5 separate regions of the Mus musculus genome follow, and regions 2, 3, 4 and 5 are each linked to region 1. Evidence: chromatin contacts called from public Hi-C and HiChIP or PLAC-seq data. All regions are on one chromosome and are shown on one strand. Each heading gives the region's core, a stretch centred on a gene start, on an enhancer-like site or on the middle of the called end of the contact. The rest is flanking DNA. Distances are from core to core; before and after follow the strand shown.

Region 1 (4,922 bases), core at 987-3,486:
GGTGTTCAAGCCCACAGCAGTACCATTTACATCACAGGACATCTAGGGGATAAAAAACAAACAAACAAACCACATTTCTGTGAATCTTACAGTGAGCAGGCTATGTAAGCCATAAAATATGACTCTTTTCCTAAGTGTTCATGTACAAGATCAATAGTCAAAGTGTCCAAGTTAGCGTCAAGATATCAGCTTGACCCATCCCCAGAGTGTTCATCTGAGGGGGTCACAACTGGGGATTGCCCAGATACAGTTGGCAGACAGCCATGTCTGTGAGGAATTATCTTGGTTTTGATTGATGTGGGAGGCCATCCGTTTGTCAATGGTACCATCCCTGGACAGGTGGCCTCGAGCTCTATGAGCTAGCTAGCTGATTGTAAGCCTGGGAACCAGTCAGTATGCAGGGTTTTCCCATGGTTTCTGCTTCAGTTCCTACCCTGACTTCCCTCAGTGATGGATTGTGACCTGGAAGTGTAAGCTAAACAGAACAAATCTGAACAGAACAACAAAATAACCATCCGCAGGCACACACATACACATACATACAAATGTTTATTTCTTCTTCTTCTTCTTCTTCTTCTTCTTCTTCTTCTTCTTCTTCTTCTTCTTCTTCTTCTTCTTCTTCTTCTCCTTCTCCTTCTCCTTCTCCTTCTCCTTCTCCTTCTCCTTCTCCTTCTCCTTCTCCTTCTCCTTCTCCTTCTCCTTCTCCTTCTCCTTCTCCTTCTCCTTTCCTTTCCTTTTTTTTTTTTTTTTTGATATAGGGTCACATTATGTAGCTCTGGTTATCTGGAAATCCACTAAGTAGAGCAGGCTGGCTTCACAGAAATCCTCCTGCCTCTGCCTCCCAAGTGCTGGAATTAAAGGCATGTACCACCATGTACAGTTTAATGTTTGTTTGTTTGTTTTTAAAGATTTATTGATTTTATTTATTTGAGTACACAGTCACTGTCTTCAGACACACTAGAAGAGGGCATCGGATCCCATTACACATGGTTGTGAGCCACCATGTGGTTGCTGGGATTTGAACTCAGGACGTCTGGAAGAGCAGTCAGTGCTCCTAACCTCTGAGCCATCTCTCCAGCCCTGTTAGTTTGTTTTTAATTTTAGAAGTACTGTGGTGGCTTGAATGAGAATGACTCCCATAGGATCATCGTTATGAATACTTGGTCACCAGGGCGTGGCATTCTTTGAAAGGATCAGGAGGTGTGGCCTTCTTGAAGGAAATTTTCTCTGGGGGAGTGGGCTTTGAGTCCCAGTCAGTGTCTCTCTTCCTGCTGCCTGCTGATCTGGATGTAGAACTCATAGCTCGTTCTCCGGCACCATGTCTGCCTCCAGGCCACCATGCTTCCTGTGGTGATGACAATGGACTAGACCTGTGACACTGTAAGTCAGCCCCACTTAAATGCTTTTTATAGATAACACTTGCTGTGGTCATGGTGTCTCTTCACAGCAAAGAAACACTGACCAAGCCAAGTATCTAGAACACAAAGTTCCATACTGATCTTTAGTTGACATATGATGCTATTACTATCAAAGAGTGGTGTGTTTTCTTGTTGTTGAAACAGTCTCTCCAGACTTGTGGGTTCCAGCAATGCTCCTGACTCAGTCTCCAGAATAGTTGTATAATAGGGGTATGTCCCCGTACCTGGCCATCAGAGAAATTTCTTCAGGATCCTGAAGCGTTGTCTTCCACCCGTCTAGCAGTGTAACTAGCAGGTATCTTCGAGGGCACATTTGTAGCAAGAGGAGGAAAGCGTGAGATGCTGAGGAGGATCTGGAAGGGAGGGCGCTCTCGGGACCTCATCATTGGCATAGGGCTGCCTGCGGCTTTAATAACTACTATTATTATATGATTAATATAGTATAATAGCTAGCTATTGGGTGACCTGTTTTACAATAAGGTCAGAGTTTCCTGGGCTTTCGTGCCATTCTGTACGAGCTGGAAGGGTTCACAGGACCCCTGTGTACATGTTTGGTGTCTCCGTGGACCAGAGAAAGAGGGAGATCTGCAAGTTGTCTGGGTCCTTGCTCAAGTTCAATGGGGCTACACAAGAAAGAAGGTCGCAGCCTGGAGAGCCCCTGGTCAAATGGAAGACACATTTTCCAACACCAGAAACCCTTCAGGAATTTTTGGGGGTCCAGGCCTAGAGCTCCCAGGAAGGCTTCATAGTGGGCACCACCCAGGCAGGGCTAGCAGGTCTTCCTCTCCACAAGGCTGCCATTCTTCCCACAAGGAAAGGAGGAGTGACTGGGTGCCAGTCAGAATGAAACCTGGCCCTGCACCCTGAGCCAGACGCAAGCAGGGGTCATCAGGCTGTCATGGCAGCCTGGCAGTCATGAGATCAGAGCCTCACGGGGGGTTCATCAGCTCGCCTCGGCTCCTTCCGATTCTTTTAGTTTCTCCCGTAGCTCCAGGAACAGAACTGAGGAAAGTCGGAAGCAAAACAGCTAGACACAAAGAAAAGCAGAAGTGGGCGTCTCAGAGACTGGCCGTCCCCCAGCGGGACTGAACCGTGGAGCGTCCAGCCGTGGCCTGCCTGCCGGTGACCCGTGTGTGGGAGAAATGACCCAACTGGCCTCAGCTGTGTGGCTGCCCACACTGTTGCTGCTGCTGCTGCTTTTTTGGCTTCCAGGTGAGGTAGTGTCTGCCCGGGAGGGCGGGGGGCTTCGGGGAGATGCAGTGTGAGGCACTGGAATGGGGATCTCTCTGTGCACAACACCAAATGTGGCAGCTGAGTCCTTCATGTAAGGTGGATGACCAAAGAAAGGGCCGTGCTTGGGGGGAAGGGACCGGGATCTCCCTCTGCACACAGCTGTCAGAACAAGAGACAAGTCAACACACGGTGGGGGCTGGTGGCTGTCCAGGACGGGTGCCCAGAGGATTTTTGGATGGTTTAGAATAGAAAACAGGAGGTCAGGGCAGGTGGTACCAGTATGAGTGGACAGTGGTTGTGTTGAGAGGCCCTGACAGGCACGTGCTGGTGTGGATGTGTGTGAAAAAATTTAATCTGTCTATCTTTCTTTCCTTCTCTTCCTTCCTTCCATCTTTCCCTCTTTCTTTCTTTTCTTCTTGGGTCCCCCCCCCCCTTTTTGGGTTTTCAAGGCAGGGTTTCTCTGTGTAGCCTTGTTTGTTCTTTCTTTCTCTCTCTCTCTTTCTTTCTTTCTTTCTTTCTTTCTTCCTCCCTTCCTTTCTTTCTTTCTTTCTTTTTTGTAAGGTTTTTTTTTTTTCATTTTCTTTTTGGGATAAGTCTCACTGATTAGCCTTGGATCTCACTCTGTGGACTAGGGTGGCTATGAACTCACAGAGACTGCCTTTCTCGGCCTCCAAAATGCTGGGATTAAAGGTGTGCACCACCACACCCCACAGACTTCTTTTTTGGTTCTTTACTCTTCGAAAATTTCATGTATGTGAACAATGTAGTCTGACCATATCTGACCTCCCCAAGTCTGATTCCCCAAGTCTGTTCAACACATCTCCCTCCAACTTAGTATTATTTATATATTTTTTAAAAAAACCATTGAATGATTAGCACTGGCTCTATGCACGTGGGTATGGGGTCATCCACTGGGGCAGAGGCAACCTGCCAATAGCCACACCCCTAAAGGAAAAAATTTCTAATCCCAGTACTCTGGAGGCAAAGGCGGGCAGATCTCTGTAAGTTTAAGACCAGCCTATTCTACATAGTAAGTTTCAGGCCAGGCAGGGTTACATAGAAAAAAAATCTTGCCTCAAAATAAATAAATAAATAAAGAGAGAGAGAGAGAGAGAGAGAGAAAGCAAGAAAGAGAGAAAGAAAGGAAGAGAGAAAGAAAGACACTGGTTTCATCTGGGTTTACACACTTATTCACAGAGGTTTGAAAAAAATTATCTTGGCTATTTTTCCCTTTATTTATTTGGGTTGTCTTCTTCTTCTTCATTTTTCCCCCTTTGGGATTTAAGGGGATTTAAAGTGCCCTGCTAAGGGAAGTGGTGGAAAGTTAGAAAGCCAACCATCTACTGGCGGTGGAGGAGCATCCTTGCAAGCCAGGAAAGGTACAGGAGGGCTGGAAACTGCTGTTTACTTATTAAGCACGTCGGGTGCAGGGGATGACTTAGTGGAGAAAGTGGGCACCTGAGTTTGGATTTCAAGCATTCACATGAAAATTGGATTTGTTATGCATGCATATCCCCAGAGCCGGGGGTGCAAAGATGAGTGGGACTCGGTGCTCCTCCTAGTCTCTGTAGGTACCGTGCTCCCGTGCACATACGCACACATACACATAATTAAAAACAAATCATGGAGAGATAGCTCAGTGTTAAGTGCACTTACTGCTCTTCCAGAGGTCCTGGGTTTGGTTTTCAGAACCCACATAGTGGTTCAGAACTGTAGAATTATTATTATATTAATATTGATCCATAAAATTAGTACAGCATCCGTGATTCCTTAACCTCTCCTAGTTCCCCAATAACCATACAGGGAGACCAAGGTTTATTAAAATTGCCTTGAGGCAGATACTGAGCAATCATTACTCCTTTCTAAACTTCCAAGTTAGTCAGGCCTCCTCCCAGACAATATCCCCATCTTTCTTGAATTTCTGTTGTCTCTTATCCAGCGCTCCTTTCCTGATGTTTTCTCCACCTCCCTCCTGGCTCTCTTTCATTTCCTCCTAGAACCGGAAGTCCCACCCCTTCTCTCCAAAGCTCTGTATTGGCTTGTTGGTTTTTCTTGGCAAGGCAGAGAACAAATGAGGAGCATGTTTATGCAAACTTGAGACAGGAGCTTTTAAGAATAAACATAGCAATGCCATGTCTGGATTGAAACAAGAGATGTGGGCAGAGAAATGAACAAGGGTAAACTTTGCACAACATACAAAAACATAATGTATACACATAGCCACCTATAACTCTGGTTTCAGGGCTTCTCACACCCTCTTCTGGTCTCCAT
Region 2 (4,922 bases), core at 844-3,343, 190 kb after region 1:
GTGTCATTCACACGACCACATCTAAGTGGTCTGTTCCTTTATAAAAAGATGCATAAAGGTAAATACTGACTGTCCAGTGGGCGTGTCTGTGAGCTGTTTTATTGATGAGATTAATCAAGGTAGAAAGCCCCTCCCTGACTGAGGGCAATGCCGTGTCATTGGCTGAGGGCACCAGCGCTCATCTCTCTGCTCATCTGCAGACTCACTGGCACCAGCTGCCTCATGTCCCTGTGGCCATGACTTCCTCTCCATGTTGTACCGTGTGTCCTCAAACTGGAACAAATGTGCTTCTTCTCAGGCTGCTGTACCATGTGACTAGGTGTTCTTCCTGTGAGGTCACCTAGGCCTATGGTCAAGCAGGATTCTATGACTTCTCGAGACAATGCTACTCTCTGAGAGGAGGCCAGTCATGATGTGACAACAGGGAACAGGTGGGGACATGAAAGGGCCTTTCAAACTGATTCTCCAGGGCACATTAACTAAAAGGGACAGCAACAGCCACCTAAACGTATCCTCGTGCCTGAAAATTCCCACACCCAGAGGTCGTGACAAGGAAAACCCCCAAGTCAAAGCCCAAGAGATTCTAAGTCACAGAGCCTGGGGAGTCTGCATTTCCAAAAAGACCCATGGGGGGGGGGGTGTCTATGGGGAAGTCTAACCACTCTCTCAGTTAGGGTTTTCTGTTGCTTTGATAAGCACCATGGCCAAAAGCAACCTGGGAAGGAAAGGGTTAAGTTCATCGTACAGCTTACAGGCCATCATCCAGGACACAAGGACAGCAGGACCTCAAGACAGGAACTCATCAGGCTAATTGGCAAATATCTTTCTGCACTAAGCCATCTCATCAGCCCTGGTTTATTTCATTTAATCCACATGGGAATCCTAATGCCACCATACAATTCCTACCCCACACTGGACAGAGAGGCTCCAAGTGGCAACTATATGCCCCGGCAAGGCTTTGATCTGTGGTTGTCACGAGTGATTCTCCGTCCCCAAATTCCGGCAAGTCACAAGTTTTACTAAGAGCACCAGTATAGCATTCTAGTGCAGCACACACAGTGGAGGGCCTAGCACATCAGTAATAGCATCTGGGGCTCAATGATAAAGACGAACGGCCGAGCCGAGCACTTGGCATGTTCTGCAGCATCTTCTCATTTATTCTTCACGGTCCTGCAAGGAAAGGGCTGTCGCTCCTCACTAACTTTTAAAAAGATTTATCTTTTTATTTTATTTTTAATATTTATTTATTTCATGTATGTGAGTATACTGTCACTGTCTTCAGACACACCAGGAGAGGGCATCGGATACCATTGCAGATGGTTGTGAGCCACCATGTGGTTGCTGAGGATTGAACTCAGGACCTCTGGAAGAACAGTTAGTGCTCTTAACTGCTGAGCCATCTCTCCAGCCCCTATTTTTAAAGATTAATTTATTTATTTTATGTATATGAGTACACTGTCACTGTCTTCAGACTCACCAGAAGAGGGCATTGGATTCCATTACAGATGGTTGTGAGCCACCATGTGGTTTCTGGGAAATGAACTCAGGACCTCTGGAAGAGCAGCCAGTGTTCTGAACTGCTGAGCCAACTCTCCAGCCCCCGATCTTATTTTTTTCAGCATCTATTTTTATTTATATATTTATGTCTGCATGAGTTTATGTGCAGTTCATACTGCAGGTGCTCACAGAGGGCAGAAAAAGGCATCAGGTCTCCTGGAACTAGAGTTACAGGGGTTGCAACCTGCCTGATGCTGATGTAAATGCTGAGGACAGAACCCAGGTCCCGTGTGTGAGTTGTGAGCACTCACAATTAGTTAGCCATTTCTCCAGGACCAATTTATTGTGCTCTTAAATATGCGTATGTATACACGTATGTGGTAAGGGAGTGGTATACGCACATGTGTCCAGGAGCCCGTGGAAACCAGAATAGAGCTTCGGGTCCCGGGAGCCAGAGTTACAGGCAGCTGTGAGCTGCACAACACAGGCACTGGAACCTTGGTCGTCTGCAAGAGTAGCAAATGTTCTTAACTGCTGAGCCATCTCTCGGGCCTGCAGTTCTTCATCATTACCACACTGTGGCAGCACTTGCAGCTGGCTTTGAATAAAGGACTCTCAGATGTAGAGACAAAGTGGACTTCTCATACGTGGACGACAGGAAGCTTGTGTGTGAAGGTTCACAGCGGTGCTGTTTGCAACAAACAAAAACCAGGAGGCGCCATGCGTCCTTGGAGGGGAGAATGAATGAGCATTTGTGGTGTATTCGTTCAGCTCAACGCTACCAAGCAGCCCTTGGAGCCGTAAACTGCAGCAACATTGGCAAAACAAGAGAGTCTAGGAGGTGATTTTAAGTCAAAGTACCAAGGAAGCCGAGCATGGTCGTTCATGCCTGTAATCCCATCACCTGGGAAGCTGAGACAGGAGGATTGCAATGAAGTTGAGGCTAGCCTGGGCTACAGTGTGAGACCCTGTTTCAAAAGAGAAAAGAGACCAGGTACTAAGAGTGTGTGCTACTCTGGAAAACAGTTTGGTTCCCAGCATCCAAGTCAGGCAGTTCTGGAGTGCCCGTTACTCCAGCTCCAGGAGATCAAGCGCCCCCTTCTGGACTCCAGGGGCATCTGCACTCACATGTGCCAGGCACACACCTCTCCCCAGAAACACATAAATAAAATTTAAAAAACTTTAACACCTTTAATCTTAGCACTCCGGAGGCAGAGGCAGGTGGATCTCTGAGTTTGAGGCCAACCTGGTCTACAAAATGAGTTCCAGTACAGCCAGGGCTACACAGAGAAACCCTGCATCAAATTATTATTATCATTATTATTATTATTATTATTACAATAAGAAATTAAAGACCAAAAAAAGCAACTAGGTGATGGTGGTACACACCTTTAATTCTAGGAGTCAAGAGGCAGAGGCAGGTGGATCTCTGTAAGTTTGAGCCCAGATTGTTCTGCAGAACAAGTTCCAGGACAGCCAGGGCTACACAGAGAGACCCTGTTTCAAAATAATCATGCGTGCACACGTGCATAAAAAAAGGAAGGGAGATGGTTGTTCCTCCAGGCGATCATCGAATTGGGATGAGCATATGGCTAAAGCAGCTCACCACTAGGTTCCTTAGGGTTCTTCTGTGCTCCTGTGGCACTGGGATGGAAGAATGAATGAATGAATGAATGAATGAATGAATGAATGTCATTTATTCATGAATGATAAATGAGCCAGATATCAATTTAGTTCAACCATAGTCCAGTCTGATTCGCTATACCCCGAGTTCCATCTTAAAGAAAACTGAGCTGAGAACTTAATAAACGGACCCTTTGGATAGAGGGATTGAGTTACCCTCTCCCAGTCTTCATTCAACTGTACACCTCGGGGCTGGGGACAGACAGCCTGGAGGACCTGGGAGCACCTTCTGTCTCTTTTTGGAAAATGGCTGAAATCAGATCCCTGTAAGCAGGTGGCAGGCTGGGTGGGAGAGGCCGCTGGAAAAGGATCATGGCCAAGTGAGGTGTGACTTCAACAAAGAGAGAGCTGCAAAAACATGATGCCTCCCTTGCAGAGAATCTCTTGCCTGTGCCCTGGCAGCTGCTGCGGTCTGGGGGGAGGGGTGTGTAAGGGAGGGGTCATCTGTATTATTATCAACAGTCAAAACTGACGCTTAAAGAGCAAATTCCTCCCCAATAGGCAATATGCATATTCAAAATCCCAGAAAGTGATCGATCACAGACAACTTCTCTGAACTAAACACATTTTTACTTTAACATTTTCTATTACATTTTACTTAATTTGGGAGTGTTCAGGGGGCGGGATCATGCCACAATGCACATGTGGAAGTCAGAGGACCACGTCTGGGAGTTTTACCTGCTAAGCACTTTTTTTTTACTTGCTAAGATGTATTTCTGACCCTGACTTATTTTTAGAGGATACGTTTATAGGGAAGCAATGTGATGTTAGAATATTTGTCACACACAGTGCGGGATTATGAACTCTCTCACCTGGAATTCTTTGTGACAAGAACCTTTTAAGATATGTTCTATTTTTAATTATGTATATATGTGTGTATGTGTGGAAGGTGGGCGCATGCATATACACACAGGTGCCAGAAGATGCCAGAGGCATCAGATCCCGCCGGCCTCACCCCCTCCCCGCCCCCCCCCCCAGAACTGGAGTTAGAGTGCTGGTGGGCTGGGAATGGAGCCCAAGTCCTTTTTGAGAACAGTATGTGCTATTAACCACTGAGTGACCTCTCCAGCCCTAAACTTTTTCAAATAGAACGTGGCTGTGACCCGAATTCACTGTAGTGTAGAATGGTTTGCTAAAATGTGCTCAGTAAAGAGAACTTGAGTCCTTGGACCAGGCTCTTCCACCACACAGTGAAGGAATGGTGCAGGAGGGATCTAAAGGGTTGTAAGTAAGCTTTGACTTTACCTGCTATCCTGTTGTGCTCTGAATATCCCCTTCTCTTAGGGACTGTGAGTTTGTCCATTCTCAACATTAAAGTTGCCTGGAGACGCTGCTGAAGACAAATGTCCACTAGGTGGCAGCAGTGAGTCATGGAGCGCTTCACACTCTGTGGCGGAACCCCTTGAATGTAGAGGAAACTCTTGGGAAAGGGGGAACAGCTGAGGGGCCAACTGTGGAGGGACCAGAGAGGCTCCTGGAGTCCCAGCCAGGGGGCTGTCTTCATAGTCAGGATGTTGAAGTAAATGTGACTCACGATGGAGTCATTAGATGCTTCCTGTACCACTCTGGAGTGGTGAGCCCTCTTAGCTCTGAGACCCTGACCCTTCCGATGGGATTACAAACCGAGTCGAGCTGAGCCGAGCCGAACCTGAAAAAGTCCCCGTGGTGGGAAGTTTTCAACTAAGGAGCAGAGCTAAGAAGCTCTGAATACACTTTCACAGTCTGAACTGGGTGTGAGCTGT
Region 3 (4,922 bases), core at 1,066-3,565, 170 kb after region 1:
GCCTTCTCACCTATCCCTTCCTCGTTCCTCCCTCTCAAGCTCACTATAGAACCCACTGTGGGTCTCCTCTATAAATACAAGATGACTGCCTTTTCCCAAACTGTGTTTAGAACCTTAGGTAGATGCAGTGGGCAGAGGGGATGTTATGAAAGAAGAGAGGGCTGAGATACAGAAGGAGAAGTGCACTGTATGTCAGTACAAATTACATCACAGTTTAAATCGGGGCACAAGCACTCTGTCCTTAGCATAAAGATGAACAGGTCAAGATGGGGAGGCCCACTCCGGAAGGATGTGTAAAGAGAGGTCTTCCTCTAGAGTTTCACTGCACTGAACTGCACTGAACTACAGCACTTGGGCAATTTAGTCAGATGTAAGCAAGCTGATTTGAAGAAGTAGTTGTATGCTGGGAGTGGTCCTGCTTCATGGTGTTTGCTGATTACTGGGGTGTCAATATTCTCATCATATCTGATCTGAAGCTCTCATTTACTGTAGAGAAGAGGAAAAGCCCATAGACAACTCCCGTGAACTGGGACAAGGCAGGTCCAACCATCATTGTGTCTGGAACCTATGTCAGTCATTACAGCATTTTAACCCTACTCTCCAGACTGCCTGAAGATTCTATCATCATCATTGTAATCATCACATCATCATCTTCACCATCTTTACCGCTAACATCATTACCATCGCTACTACCACCATCGTCTTCACCATCACTACATCATCATCATGGTCATCGTCGTCGTCATCATCCTCATCATCACCTTTAGTCAAGGCAACTCAAGCCTCTAAGTATAATACAATGAATGCCTAAAGATCTAGATTTTATCTTGTTTTTGTTTGTTTGTTGTTTTGAGCCAGGCTCTCATGTAGCCAAAGCTGGCTTGGAACTATTTAGCTATTTTGCTGAGAGCCCTTCAGCTTCCTATGATGACCTAGATCATGAAGGCGCTGAGGGGGCTGCTGGGAGATGCTCCAGGCTCCTCTCACTTCACTCAGAAGAAAGCTGTTTGGGGGCCATCAAGATGGCTCAGTGGGCGCTTGCTGCGCAAACCCGGTTGTCATAGTTAGGTCCCTAGACTCACCCTAAAGGTGGAAGAAGAGAGCTGACTCTACAAAACTGGCCTCTGACCTCACATCACCACCCACCACCACACATACCACACGCTTACATCATAAAAAGGAAAAAGAAAACTACGTGTGGACAGAGTCACTCAGCTGGCCTCTTCCTTTAAGCCCTAACCACCACTGAAGAAAAAAATGCAGGTAGACATGGGGTAGCTTTTATGTTCTATGAGGGTCCAGCAGCAACAGCAACAGCAACAGCAACAGCAACAGCAACAGCAACAACAACAACAACAAAAACATAAAAAGTCACCTGCAAAGAAATACCCTCGAATTTTCATCCTAAACAGTTCCTGGAAAGAAAATGTGTTCTCCCTTTTTTTTTTTTTTTTTTGAGACAGGGGTCTCATTATATAGACCAGGCTGGCCTCGAACTCACAGAGATCCACCTGCATCTATCTCCCAAGTACTGGGATTAAAGTCATGCACGACCATACTTGGCCGAAGTATCTTTTACAGATTTTTTTTTTGGCAAGATCTCACTATGTAGCTGAGGCAAGCCTACAACCTCCTGCCTCAGCCTCCTGCATGCTGTGGTTACAGGCACCCACTGTCACAACTGGCTACTCTTTATTCCTTACAAACACTTCTAACCTCTTTAAACTTCAGCAAAAACAAGGTCACTGCTGACTTCTGCACGCTCCACGGTCTTTAAGATCTCTATCTACACTTTAGCATAAATCATTGCTTTTCTGCTCCACTGGCTGGTCCATCCTTCAAGACTGACTTCTGTGAAGACTCGATGAAGCCTCCATCCCTCTGAGGGCAGAGCGAGGAGCCCCTGCTGTAGTTGATATCTACAGGATCGGTCTGTATTGTAACAAGACTTATCCTGTAGCATAATCATTTGACTCCCTCATTCAAATAGGATTCCCCTTGACTGGGGGAAGTTACTTTATAGTTACAACATTTAGAACAGTCCAGGGTTGCAGTTGGTGCTTAGTAATGGTTTGTAGGACCCATAGATGGATGCTGGACTACACTGATAGATAAAGAGATGGGTGAATGCATGTATGTTCCCCCTGCCCCTAGGCCCCACCCCCACTTCTGACATCTGGATTCTGGCTTGAACCCAGGACTCCGACTCTACCCCCCTCCCCCCTGCAAAATTAGGTTTACAGATCCACCTCCCTACTCACCTTGGAAGCAGAGAAGGAGCAGACCTGCACATAGCCTCATCCTCCTGCCTCACTGGGTGCTGTCTCCAGAAAACTCCAGGTCGCTGCTGGAATCCAGATGTGTGTAACAGAGCCCAGGCAACCACCTTCTTGTTCAAGTTCTCTCCATGTGTTTTTTCTTATCTGCTTCCTTTGCACTCTGAGCTACTTCCTACTTTAACAAAAAAAAAAGGAAGATGAGTGAGAATCGCTTCAGAGAATGAACGGAGCAGATCCATTGCACGGGCCTGCACTCAATAAAAGCACGTTTGTCACAGCCTGACGCTTCAGGAAAGCCAGTTGCTGTGTGCAATAGCTTCAGCCCTTGTTTCTCCAGCTCCCTTTCCTGTCTAGTACACCTGCCTGATCCCCACTGCTTCCCTCTGCTATGGCTACTGACTTTGGGATCATAAGTGCCCCCCATTCAAAGAGCAGAGATGAGGGGGTCCTCTTTGTCTTTCTCAACCATTGTTTCTGCCCAGTTGATCTCAGGACTCTGCCACGGCACTCCGGTGGAGTCAGCCTGTCAGGCAGGGATGCCTAAAAGCTGCTCATGAGGAAAAAAGAGTTTCAAGGAAGCTCTCCTCCTGGAGTCTGGCGTTCTCTCTAACCTCTCTAACCCATACATTGTGAGGAGCGGGTGTGGCGGCAGTCCCAAAGGCGCCAGGGACTGCAGCTAAGTCGTATGACTTGCACCTGACTTCCTCATATAAGCCACAAACATCTTGAGAGCTGCGCAGGTGTACCAGGATACTGGTGAATCCATTTTGATGGAGATATGCCCCTGCTGCCCTGATTAGCTGAAGCTGCGTGCCTGGTGAGGTGGCGTGGCCTGCTGTGCGTGGATGGGAACTGAGAGTATAAAAGAGTGAGAGACCCAGAGTTCAAGGGAGATATAAACAAGGGAGATATAAACAAGGGAGATATAAACAAGGGAGATATAAACAAGGGAGATATAAACAAGGGAGATATAAACAAAGGGAGATATAAACAAGAAGAAACGGGACTGAATAAACGTGTGCAGAAGGATCCTGTGGCAGCGTTGTTCTTCGTGGCCAGTTGGGTGCACGCAAGAATACATTAATATTCCATTCCCGCGTTAGTCTAGTGTATGGATCCACGTGCTCTCTGTTAGTATTACCCTATTATAAGTGCCTTTTAAGATTGAATTCTGACATAGCTAAACCCAGTGTTCCAACATCCCAGAAAGCAGCAAGGAAGTTTAACCTATTCAGTAACTAATTAAGCATTACAATAAGACAGAGCCAGTGGCTCAACTGGTCACAGAAAGAGCCTGGGAATCTCACTGAGATAGAAATCTTTAGTACAGGCTACATTCCATACCTATAGCAAGTTGATTTACTCTCCTGACAAATGGAGATTCTCCAGACAAGATAAGAATTAGCAAGGCCTAGGAATTTAGGGGTCCGTGACACTACATTATTCTTGAGGCCTGCCAAGAGTAAAAAACCCCTGGTGCTATTAACACTAAAGTGTGAAATTCTTGCCTGTCACCTAGGCAGGGCTGCTAATCTCTATTGTAAACATTTATTTGGTTCCTGCAATTCCTTTCGCAGTCATTCCCTTGTATCTGGTAAATTTCAATGTACCTTGCCTGATGTGACTTGCAACCCCTGGTATTCTCTGTAATATAAAAAAGTCTGATGCTCGACCTGACAATACATTCAGATCCAACACAATCTCTCCTGTGTGCATCTGTTTGTCTATTCATCCGACGCTTTGCCCACCTGCCCGAGAGACCCATTCCACGCAGACACAGGGACCCAGAGGGTCTGCTGCAAGACCCCTCTTGCAACCCAGTGTCCCAACATCCCTCCAGACTCAGCGATTAACTTCCTGTGGTCAAGCTCTACCCAGTAATCAACTGGTGTTGTTTTCCTTCAGAGTCAAGGTCACCATCCAAGGTGTAGATTCCAGGGTCATGGAACTCAAACCCGTTACTATCTATTTGCAACATTATCTGTGTATCCACTGTGTTGTGTACACACAAGCCAAGGTGCTTGTGGGGACATTGGAGGACAACTTGTAGGGATCAGGTCTCTCCTTCTACCATATAGGGCTGGAGGATCAAACTCGGGTTGTCAAGCTTGGCAGCAAGCTCCTTTAACCATTGAGCCAGCCCTCACCCATTTCCATCATAAGCTGACAGTGAGCCCTGGAACATGTTGGGAAATCTTTCTTCGCTCCAGTTCCTTCATCTGTGGAGCAGAATAATCAGGACAATCTTTTGTTGACGGTGTTGCTTATTATTTATTATTCTTTGGCAATTTCTCCTGTATGTGCTGCATTTTATTTTCACTTGTATTATCCTCTCTCTACCTCTTCCCACTCCCACTAAATCCATTTTTTCTTCTCAACAGGTCACACCCCGCCCCTATTTTATTTGTCCAGACTCATTTACAGTTGCCTACATGGGCATGGGCACGGACACAGACAACTTCACTCTTACAAATGAATAATGATAATTCTCTTTTTAGGGGGTTTATTCCTTTTTTATTTTGACGTGTGGAAGTGTCTACCTGAATTCTTGTCTGTGCACTACATGCAAGCCTGGTGCCTGAAGAGGTCAGTGGACTCCTTGGAACTAGACAGCTGGGAGACTTCAGGTCTTTGCAACCAGAA
Region 4 (4,922 bases), core at 684-3,183, 160 kb before region 1:
GTGCCCACGCCTGGCCTGGGATTCACCTCATTCTCTGGAGCCTGTAGGGACAAGCACAGTGCTGGCGGGGGCTCACAATGGGCTGGATTATCATCTGTGTCTGATTGCGTGTTCTCCCCCATTATCCTGAAGAACTGCCACTGTTCAACGTGAAGATGGAGAAAGTTAAGTCTCAGAAATGGAAAGTAAGGCTGGGATGTAGTTCAGTGGTAGAGCTCCAGCCTATCCGATGCAAGGCCCTGTCAATCCCAATACTGAAAGATTATCTTAAGACACCACCATTCGATTGCTGTGAAGAGACGCCACAACCAAGGCAAATATTATACAAGAAAGCTTTTAACTGGGGGGTTTGCTTATAGTTTCAGAGGGTTAGTCCATTATCATCATGGAGGGAAACATGGTGGTACATGGACAGACATGATGCTGGAAAAGTAGCTGAGGGCTACATCCTGATCCACAGGCAGCAGGAAAGGAGAGAGAGAGAGAGAGAGAGAGAGAGAGAGAGAGAGAGAGAGAGAGAGACTGGGCCTGGTGTGAGCTTTTAAAGCCTCCAAGCCCACTCCCAGTGACATACCTTCTCCAACAAGGTTCTAATCTTTTCCAAAAAGCTTGTCCATCTGGGAACTAAGCATACAAATATATGAGCTATGAGGGTGATCTCATTCAAACCTCACAGGGGATGGCAGAGAGAGTGCCTTGCTAAAATCCCATGATAAATAAAGAACCAACCTCGGGTCCCAAATGCTCTTAAGGAACACCTCTGGGAAAGTATATACGGTTCTGTAGTTTTCTTTCTCTTTAAAAAATTATATTGTGGGCTGGAGAGATGGCTCAGAGGTTAAATACACTGACTGTGCTTCCAGAGGTCCTGAGGTCAATTCCCAGCAACCACATGGTGGCTCACAACCATCTGTAATGGAATCTTGGTACCCTCTTCTGGCATGCTGACAGAACACGGTACTAAATAAATAAATAAATCTTTTTTTAAAAATCATATTGTGTATGTGTGTGTTTGTGTGTGTCTTACATAGCACAAGTATGGAGGTCAGAGGACAACTTAGAGAATTCAGTTCTCTCCTTCACCATGTGTGTCTGGGGCTCAACCCTAGGTCATAGAAGTGGTAGCAAGCCCCTTTCTCTACTGAGCCATCTCACCAGTCCTAGATATAGGACTCTACCTCCCTTCTTTAATTCTTTTTAAATTATTGATGATGATGATGATTGTGGGTGTGCTACATGACACAGATCAGAGGACAACTTTGTGGAATCCATTTTTTCCCCCATTTTTATGTGGGTTCTAGGATGTGAACTCTGCTTGTCAGGCTTACCCAACAAAGTGCCTTGTACTCAGCCTGTCCATCAATCCCTCCCACATTTTCTCACTTCCTTGCCTCAAGCTCATGAGAAACACATCTCTCTTTGTGTCATTCATGTGTCCATCAGCTAGCTCATTCATTCATGCAATGAAACCATATTTACAACGTGCCAGCCGCATAGCTAAGCCATGCTTGCATGCATTGAGCCTGACCCTCAAGGAATTTCCATTCCAGAGATGAATTCAGAAGGGTGGTGGTGCAAGGGATACGTTAACAGAAGAGACCCGGACATTGTAGCAGTGACAAATCAGACATGATCCGAACTGACCCAGGTGCGGGGCTTCCCACGCTCTGGTCACTTTGATTGCGTTTTCGGGGGATACGGGAGTGGGGGAGGGACTTTGCTGGGTATAGACTGTAGACTTGGGTAGGCATTTTGGCAAAGCTTTGGTTAACTTTCCTCCACCTCTTCCGCAGACCTCCTCCAGAGAAGGAAGGAGAGAAGGGGGTGCTTCCGACTAGCGGGACCAGAGTCACGTGCTCCAGATCGCCTTCCGAACTGCCGGCGTCTCGGCCCGGCCAGGGTTGCTAGGCAACTGGTAAACTCCGCAGCTCCCAGCCGTTTAAGCTGCGCTGGAGCTGGGACTGGTCTTGGGCGCTTCTCCTGGGCTGTGTGGCAGGAGGTGAGCCAGGATAAGGGGCGGGCGTCCTAGAGGACGTCCAAGCCCGAAAGAAGACCTGGCAAAAAGAGGGAAAAGCTCTCGAGGGTAATAATCACCAACAGTGCAAGAAATCTCGGAGAACTGTCAGGTGCTGGAATCAGCTCATTCTGCTGCATTAATCCTCGCTGCCCTGAATATTCTTCAAGCTCCAGGACCTCCTCAGCCTCCAAGCACCTTGCCTTCTGCACTTCTCCACCAGGCCCTGACCCGGGCTGTGACCCGGAGTGGGCGGGACCTCTTTCTGGCTTTCAGGTGAATGGAACAAAATTTCAAGCCCAGGAAGGATGGGTTGTTAAGAAGAGAGCTTTCAGTTAAACGTAGGGAGGGGGATAGGGATAGGCCGGTAAACCCTGCACTCCTGTAAACTGATGCAGGAGGATTACCAAGAGTCAGAGAGCAACCTAGACTACTCAGTGCGCTCTAGGCCAGTGGACTCAGAGTGAGAGCCTGTCTCAAAGACTAAGAGAGGGGGCTGGAGGACTGTCTCAGCTGCTAAGAGTGAGTGCGCTCTTGCAAAGAACCGGGAGTTTGATTTCCAGCACCCACATCAGGTGACTCACAACCCCTGAAACTCCAACTCCAGGGGATTTGGCACTTCTGGCTTCCACCCCACCTGCACTTGTGTGCACTTACACACACACACACACACACACACACACACACACACACACACACACACACACGATTAAAAATAAAGTGAAATTAAGAAAAATAAAATGGAGGGCGTAAAATGGGAGATCACAAGAGTCTTGTGGACTGAGCACAGGTACTGTATGTAAATGCACCTTTTCTTTTGCCCCTCCATCTGGGAGTTGGCCTTTCATCTACATTTAGGGTCAGGAGACCATTTTCCTAACCTTGTCCAGAAGGTTCACAAAGACATTGGAAAGACACAGGAGCCCTTCCATCTGTATTCCTCACTCAAGCACGGCTCTACAATTCCAGGCACACAAGGGACAAAGGGTGACCCTCCTCCTGGCCCCCTTCCCATACTGACACCTCTGTTGCCTGCTATTTCCTGGCCCTTCCTCCCAGCTGTGTACCATGCTTTCCGCTCAACCACAAGGGGTTCTCTCTAGGAACGACTTTGCTCATTATCCTCGCCTGAGGCAAGTCTTGTTGTTTCTGTTGGGCTAGGGTGCAGGAAATGATCACATGTTTTGGTGTTTGGACCAGGGTATAGCGGTTCTTTGTGACCCTGGATTTGAGACTCAGTGGGGCTGGGTGTAGCTCAATGGTAGAGCACTGGCTGATATGTGTAAGGTTCTAAGAGTCCATATTTAGCTCTGTGTGTGTGTGTGTGTGTGTGTGTGTGTGTGTGTGTGTGTAAGAGGGAGGAGGAAGAGGAAGAGAAAGAGAGAGAGAGAGAGAGAGAGAGAGAGAGAGAGAGATTATGATACTGCATGCTTCTGGAAGGTTCCCACGGGGGCAATGTTCCCCTGAAACTCCCAAGCAACAATACTCCTGATGTCCCCTTGAAGACACCCTGCTCAGACCCTCTTTGGGGAAGCCTCACCCTGGAGCATTTGTCTTCCAAAAGAGGAGAAAGAGCACTCTGACACTCTTGGCTGACCTAGCCATTTATCTTTGCACCCTGTTAGCTTGTGAGAAAAGAGCCTGCTCTGGGGCTTTGAGTATGCTGTCTTCTTGTCACCAGGCTAGCCTTTAAATGTCCCCTCTGTCTGCCTCCAGACACAAGACAATGCCTCCGTTCTCCACGAGGGCTTGGCCTCGGGAAACACCAAGTAAGAAAGCAGAGCTGTTAGAATCGGAGCGGGACTGAGGAGGCTGGTGTTTTTCTTTCCGGAATTTTCTCATTCTCTTAAGTGTCCCTGTGTCCTTGGGAGCCAGCTGTACCACAGCAATTGGAGATGGAGAGAGACAGCCCCTAATTGCCTGCATCCAACTGCCAGGTCTGTGGTGGAAGACAGAGAGAACTTAATCGACTTTACATTCTTTCTTCCAAGGCCTCAATTCTGTCCATACAGAATGAAGACACGGGGGGGTGGGGGTGGGGCACCCTTATGCAGACTGCTTCTTTGCCAACCCCTCTGCTCTCTGAGCCATCTCTCCCAACCATAAGGGAGACTTTCTAAACACGTATGATTTGGGTTGGCTTGGGGGATGGCTGGAAGCATGCTTTTATTGTTTTTGGTTTTTTGTTTTGTTTTTTGTTATTTTTGAGACAGGGTCTTCTGTAGCTCAATCTAGTCTCAAACTATGTAGATGGAGCTAGCCTTAACTTATCTCAGTCTTTTTGCCTCTACCTCCCAAGGCCTGGGATTACAGGCATCAATAGCCATGCCTAGCAGGTCATGCTGCCTTGAAGGAACAATGTATGGATGCCTGGGGAGTTAACCTCACCTCCCCCCTTCTCAATCACCGCTGTTCCAGCTGTTCCCCCCCCCCCCACCTGCTTCTTGATGGATACACTCAGCTCTCAGCCCTTCAGCCTTAGGACTCAGTGGGTGGAGCCATGGCTCAGACTCCTTATGGCCATGGAGCCTTGGGATACCCAGTGATCCCAGCGCCACCTGCTGAAGAGTCCCTCCCTCCCTGCTGCACCCCTTGGTGGTTTGTCCGAGATCAGCTGACCATAAGCCTGCCCTGCAAGTTTATTCCCATTGATCACATGACTCTTTGCATCAGGAATCACTGCCTTCATTACTCGTGGTTTGATTGACTGCAAGTTTATTCCTATTGATCACATGACTCTTTGTATCAGGAATCATTGCCTTCATTACTCGTGGTTTGATTGACTGATTGATTATTGATTGATTGATTGACTGTTTAAAAAAAATTTTTTTTTGAGTTCAGGTTTCACCGTGTAGCTCTGATTAGTCTGACACTCATTCTGTGGATGAGGCCGGCCTAGAACTTGCAG
Region 5 (4,922 bases), core at 1,675-4,174, 140 kb before region 1:
GCTGGAGTTACAGGGAGCTCTGAGCCACCCAGGGTGGGTGCTGGGAACAGAACTCTAGCCCTCTGAAGGGTAGCGAGGGTTCTGAACTGATACTCCATCTCTCCCGCCCTCTTTTTTATTTTTAATTCACATTTTAAAAATGTATTGTATGGGAGGGTATATATATATGTATATATATACATATATATATATATATATATATATATATATATATATATATACACACACACACACATATATATATACATATATATACATACATATATATACATATATATGTGTATATATATATATATATATATATATATATATATATATATGTATACACACACACACACACATAGCACAGCGAGCACATAGAGGTCAGAGGACAACTTGAAGGAGGAGTTGGTTCTTTATTACCATGTGGATCTCAGGGGTTAAACTCAGGTTGTCAGGCTGTGAGAGGCACCCTTACCCGATGGAACTTCTCACTGGCTCTCTAAAAAGAGAATAAATTAGTAAATAAAAATAATAAAATTAGCACATAAATAATATATATTATTTATATAATAATATAAATAATACAATTCTAATAAAAATTAGCATTGCTATTCTAATTTTAGACTTATTTATCTTATTTTGTGCATGAGCGTACCTGCGTGTATATGTGCACCACATTATGTGTGTCTAGTTAAAGGTACAGGGTCCGTGGGAAGTGGACTTACAGATGGTTGGGAGCTATCAGGTAGGTTTTAGGAATCAAACCCAGGTCGTCTGGCTGGATGACAAGAAGTTTAACCCACTGAGTTACCTTTCCAGCTGCCCCTCCGAGAGTTGCTTACAGCAGCATGCTCATACAGCAAGGAGAGCTGCCGGTGCGTGACCTTGCCTGGGAGGACCTGGGCCTGTGATTCCCCTGTCTTAGATCCTGGCTCACCCCTTTTGCTTGGCTAGCTCTGCCTTCAACCTTAGTTCCCAGCCACTTTCCCTTCAGACCTTCCCCGACCAGAGCAGCCTCTCCACCTCCTGCCCTCACTCCTGCCTCTCCCGATACTGAGCCTGGGCCCATGCGTTTCACCAGGGTGTGGGGTGTTGCTGGGCACGGTGGAGCACGTGGAGCCTGCAGCCCAGGAGTCTTTGCAGTAGATCGTATGGTAGAAAATATAGGGTGGTTTGAACGTAGCCCTGATTCTAAAAATCCGGATGATTTCCAAACTTGGAAGCGTTGTCCCCTCCAACTCGACTCCTTTTCCAGATGAGAAACCGTGCCTCCTTCACAGACACTTGAGCACCCACCCCCAAACACAGCTCTCATCTCAAAGGGAAATGAGAGAGAGCTGATTCTAGAGTCAATATGGATGTCCAGGATCCAGAAGCTTGGACAATTTACCCCAGACACTAAGTTCCAACCTGCAAACAGTTTCACAAAGTTCTTAAAGTAGCACAAAAGAAAACCACTAACCAAGGGCCTTTCAGGTAGTAAGGTAGAGCCATAAATGTAGCACAAGTCTATAAACCCAGCACCTTGGAGGTGGAAGCTGGAGAGTTAGTAGTTCAAGGCCATCCTTAGCTATATAGCAAGTTGGAGGCTAGCCTGGGCTACATGAGACCTTGTCTCAAGAATCCCAAACAAATCAAATGAATGCCTACCCACCTCCCATGGCCAAATATTGGTGGTAAGAATAACAGGCAGGTAGGTTAGAACATTTGGAAACCAGTCTCAGGTCTCACACGTGTTATCTGATGACTCTCTTCTCGTTTCCTATTTTTGTGTATTTTGAGACAGGGTCTCACTATGTAGCCCTGGCTGGCCTGGAACTCACTATGTAGACCAGGCTAGCCTCCAACTCAGGGTGTCAACTCTCCCCAGTCACAAACCTTTAATACAGGTTTGATCGGTTTGTGTTTCTGGGACCTTGAGTTCACAGTCTGGTTTTCTCCCGTCAGCCTGCTGGGATACCCGGAAGGGCAGCCTGGTGGCAGAGCTGTCCACCATCGAGTTCAGCCACCGAGACCCAGTGTATGGCACCATCTGGCTGCAGTCAAAGACAGGCACTGAGTGCTTCTCAGCATCCACTGATGGGCAGGTACCATTCGGCAGACCCTGGAGAGGAGGAGAGGGAGGGGAGGGGAGGGGCCGTCCAGAGACCACTGCCTTATGTTCTGCCTTCCAGTACTTTGTATTGTATTGTATTGTATTGTATTGTATTGTATTGTGCAGTGCTGGAGCTGGAACCCGGGGCTTCATGCATGGGGGGGGGGGGGGGAGGGAGGGTTCTACCACTGAGCTGTACACTCCAGCCCCCTCTTTCTTGTGTTTGTTTGTTTGTTTGTTTGTTTTTGAGACAGGGTTTCTCTGTGTAGTCCTGGCTGTCCTGGAACTCACTGTGTAGACCAGGCTGGCCTGGAACTCAGAAATCTTGCCTGCCTCTGCCTCCCAAGTGCTGGGATTAAAGGCGTGCGCTACCACTGCCCGGCAGCCCCCTCTTTCTTAAACAACAACAAAAAAAAAAAAAAGGAAGGAAGAAAAGAAAGAAAGAAAGAAAGAGAGAAAGAGAGAGAGAGAGAGAGAAAGGAAGGAAGGAAGGAAGGAAGGAAGGAAGGAAGGAAGGAAGGAAGGAAGGAAGGAAGGAAGGAAGGAAGGAAAGAAAGGAAAGAAAAAGGCAGGGTCTTCACAGTCTCAATCGCCCTTCCCTGCCAGGTCATGTGGTGGGACATCCGCAAGATCAGCGAGCCCATCGAAGTTGTCATTATGGACATTTCCAGAAAGGAGCAGCTGGAGAACGCCCTGGGCGCCATCTCCTTGGAGTTCGAGTCTACCTTGGTGGGTGTTTTTTGTTCTCCCTTCCTCAACCTCGCTTGCTTGGGCTACGGACAGCAGGCATGGCACCTTGCCGGGCAACCTTACTCCTTGTGAAGGCTTTACCGCGATCTTCCAGCAGGGGGCAGCAGAGCACCTCCAGGAAGGCTGCCGTTGACACCAGCTTGAGGCCCGCCCTTCTGAGCAGAGGGGAGCTTTAAAACCAGAGAAGCCCAGTTTTAGGGGAAGATCCTGCCCAGAACCAATGTCCTCACTGCTTTGGCTTCAGTTGAGGCCCTAGGCTGGTCACTTCCCTTCCTCGGGAGGGGGGGGGGTGCAGGGGGAGGGAAATAAACGGGAATTGAGGAAGGAAAGAAGATCAGAGGAGCCAGGTGGAAAAGCAGAGCACAGACCCCGTTAGAACCAAGTCTCAACAGACAGGGAATGATAAAGAAACTCCCAAAGCCAGGAACGCAGATGCAGGCCTGTAATCCCAGCATATCTGAGCTGGAGGCAGGGAGATCAGGAGTTCAAAGTCATATGTAACAAGTTTGAGGTCCTGTTTTGTTTGGTTGTTGTTGTTTTTTTTTTAAGTCAAAACAAACAACAAAACAGAAAACAAGAAGCCAGAGAGAGCCTTTGTATTTGTACACAAATTTGACCTGAGTTTAATTCCTGGATGGAGCTATGGAAGGAAACTGACTCCGGGAAATTGTCCTCTGACTTCTACTTATATATAGTATGTCATAGTATTCATGGACACACACACACACACGGGGGGGACACAAGGGGGTTATGATGATCATGATGATGTTGATAATAAATAAAAATTTATTAACTCAAAATTGAAGCCAGAAGCAGAAAAATCACTGAAAATTCAAAACCGGCTGAGATCACAGAGAATTCCAGGCCAGCCAGGAGTACATAGCAAGACCATGTCTCAAACATACAAAAGCAAAGACCTATAAAAATAAAATAAGCTTAGAGTTTATCAGAGCAGTCTCAAGAGTGCGTCAGAAGCAGAAAATGGACGCTCTCCCCAAATCAAGGCAAGAAAATCTCTTTGCAGATGGGTCGTGGCTTAGGCTGGTCCCTCCTCTAAATAGCTGAGGCTCAAGCTTGGTGGCCCCACTCCTATGTCCTTGGCAGTGTCACTTATTTGGTTCATGGTCACATCATGCGTAGGACCTGGGGAGGCTCTGCCCTCACACCTGCCTCCAGCATCCCCAGCCACAGGCCAGAATTCACTTGCTGGAATGATGAGTGGGAAGGCAGCCACTCACCCCGAACTCAGGGCTTATCTGGGGGCGTTCAAGAAGACATTGTGCCCTGATGCTGCGATTTCTAGGCCACGTGCTGAATGTAATGTCCCCTCTTCTCCACAATGGTCCGTGAGTACACAAAGGTCCGTGAGTACACAGCCTTTGCCAGATGTCGGCAGCTGCCATGCTCCTGTTAGGCCGGGGTTTTGTCCCTGCCTCCCCACAAACGAGAAGAGTCCTGGTGACAGTAAGCTGAGGGCCCTGGCACTTGGCAAAGCTGGGACTTGAGCCCCAAGCTCTGATTCTGTGCCTACCCCATATGTCTGAGGCAAGCAGGCAGGGGGCTCTTCCTCGACCATTTATAGGTACACCGTGGCTGGCCTAATGGCTTGCTTCTCAGGGCCCCCCAAATTTGGTCTTTTTACTTCATACCCAGCCTTAGTAGCTCAGTATTCTCTCTCTCTCTCCTCTCTCTCTGTCTCTCTCTCTTTCTGTCTCTGTCTCTATCTCTGTCTCTGTGTGCTTCTCTCTTGTTACTGAATACTGAACCTGGGGTCAACCTTTCAACACTAAGCCACACCCCTAGGCTATGAATGAAACAAACCTCGAGGTTTGAAAGCTCATAAAATTATCACCTACTCCCTTAACCATTATTATTCATTGATTTTTAAAGATTTCTCTCTGTGTGTGTTCTGCTTGCATTTGTGTGTGCCACATGCAATCCTGGTACCTGGAGAGATCAGAAGAGAACACCCAGGAACTAGAATTACAGATGTTTGTGAATCACCATGTGATGTCAGGAGTCAAACCTGGCTCCTTGGCCAGAGCAACAAGTGCCAGCTCTGTAGGCCTGACAAACTGTTTGTTGTTTGTTTGTT

The links. A called contact is a pair of places that touch in the nucleus more often than the background predicts. HiChIP or PLAC-seq counts read pairs in DNA pulled down with a chosen protein or histone mark.
Region 2: a Hi-C map of bone marrow-derived macrophages shows a contact between it and region 1, with 34 read pairs. The contact joins the enhancer-like site here to the promoter of Cd300a in region 1. A contact is called at or near these places in 3 of 39 promoter capture datasets (the C10 cell line, the HPC-7 cell line and hippocampal neurons), 1 of 484 Hi-C or Micro-C datasets (bone marrow-derived macrophages) and 4 of 115 datasets of contacts at active chromatin or transcription factors (bone marrow-derived macrophages, embryonic stem cells and microglia).
Region 3: a Hi-C map of bone marrow-derived macrophages shows a contact between it and region 1, with 49 read pairs. The contact joins the promoter of Cd300e here to the promoter of Cd300a in region 1. A contact is called at or near these places in 1 of 39 promoter capture datasets (hippocampal neurons), 2 of 484 Hi-C or Micro-C datasets (bone marrow-derived macrophages and nephron progenitors), 6 of 115 datasets of contacts at active chromatin or transcription factors (the HPC-7 cell line, bone marrow-derived macrophages, embryonic stem cells and 1 more) and 5 of 9 other capture datasets (adipose tissue, embryonic stem cells, liver and 2 more).
Region 4: a contact with region 1 is called in an H3K4me3 HiChIP or PLAC-seq map of bone marrow-derived macrophages, with 5 times the contacts expected there. The contact joins the promoter of Dnaic2 here to the promoter of Cd300a in region 1. A contact is called at or near these places in 8 of 39 promoter capture datasets (3T3-L1-derived adipocytes, the C10 cell line, cranial neural crest and 4 more), 1 of 15 datasets of contacts at CTCF or cohesin (large pre-B cells), 9 of 484 Hi-C or Micro-C datasets (bone marrow-derived dendritic cells, bone marrow-derived macrophages, centroblasts and 2 more), 12 of 115 datasets of contacts at active chromatin or transcription factors (bone marrow-derived macrophages, embryonic stem cells, extraembryonic endoderm stem cells and 4 more) and 4 of 9 other capture datasets (adipose tissue, embryonic stem cells, liver and 1 more).
Region 5: a Hi-C map of B cells shows a contact between it and region 1, with 2.0 times the contacts expected there. The contact joins the enhancer-like site here to the promoter of Cd300a in region 1. A contact is called at or near these places in 8 of 39 promoter capture datasets (the 3T3-L1 cell line, 3T3-L1-derived adipocytes, the C10 cell line and 4 more), 6 of 15 datasets of contacts at CTCF or cohesin (CD8 T cells, the NIH/3T3 cell line, embryonic stem cells and 3 more), 64 of 484 Hi-C or Micro-C datasets (the 3T3-L1 cell line, the AML12 cell line, B cells and 39 more), 21 of 115 datasets of contacts at active chromatin or transcription factors (the HPC-7 cell line, astrocytes, bone marrow-derived dendritic cells and 10 more) and 4 of 9 other capture datasets (adipose tissue, embryonic stem cells, liver and 1 more).

The regions. Positions count from the first base shown.
Region 1 is chr11:114,887,805-114,892,726 of GRCm38.p6, forward strand. Cd300a (CD300A molecule) reads left to right here and starts at 2,237. Exons shown (of 7, transcript NM_170758.4): 1 at 2,237-2,630. The coding sequence starts at 2,561.
Region 2 is chr11:115,078,983-115,083,904 of GRCm38.p6, forward strand. No RefSeq gene overlaps it. Among named protein-coding and RNA genes, the nearest start is that of Cd300e, 19 kb to the left of the region's middle. Within about 2 kb of position 2,094, at least 29 of the 459 cell types and tissues checked have an H3K27ac peak or open chromatin away from gene starts, as enhancers often do. A contact at or near this core is called in bone marrow-derived macrophages, where this site is marked.
Region 3 is chr11:115,059,724-115,064,645 of GRCm38.p6, forward strand. Cd300e (CD300E molecule) reads right to left here and starts at 2,316. Exons shown (of 4, transcript NM_172050.3): 1 at 2,262-2,316. The coding sequence starts at 2,301.
Region 4 is chr11:114,725,486-114,730,407 of GRCm38.p6, forward strand. Dnaic2 (dynein, axonemal, intermediate chain 2) reads left to right here and starts at 1,934. Exons shown (of 13, transcript NM_001034878.3): 1 at 1,934-2,290.
Region 5 is chr11:114,742,372-114,747,293 of GRCm38.p6, forward strand. Dnaic2 (dynein, axonemal, intermediate chain 2) reads left to right here. Exons shown (of 13, transcript NM_001034878.3): 7 at 1,930-2,069; 8 at 2,684-2,806. Among named protein-coding and RNA genes, the nearest start is that of Dnaic2, 17 kb to the left of the region's middle. Within about 2 kb of position 2,925, at least 18 of the 459 cell types and tissues checked have an H3K27ac peak or open chromatin away from gene starts, as enhancers often do. A contact at or near this core is called in B cells, bone marrow-derived macrophages, cerebellum and 3 more, where this site is marked.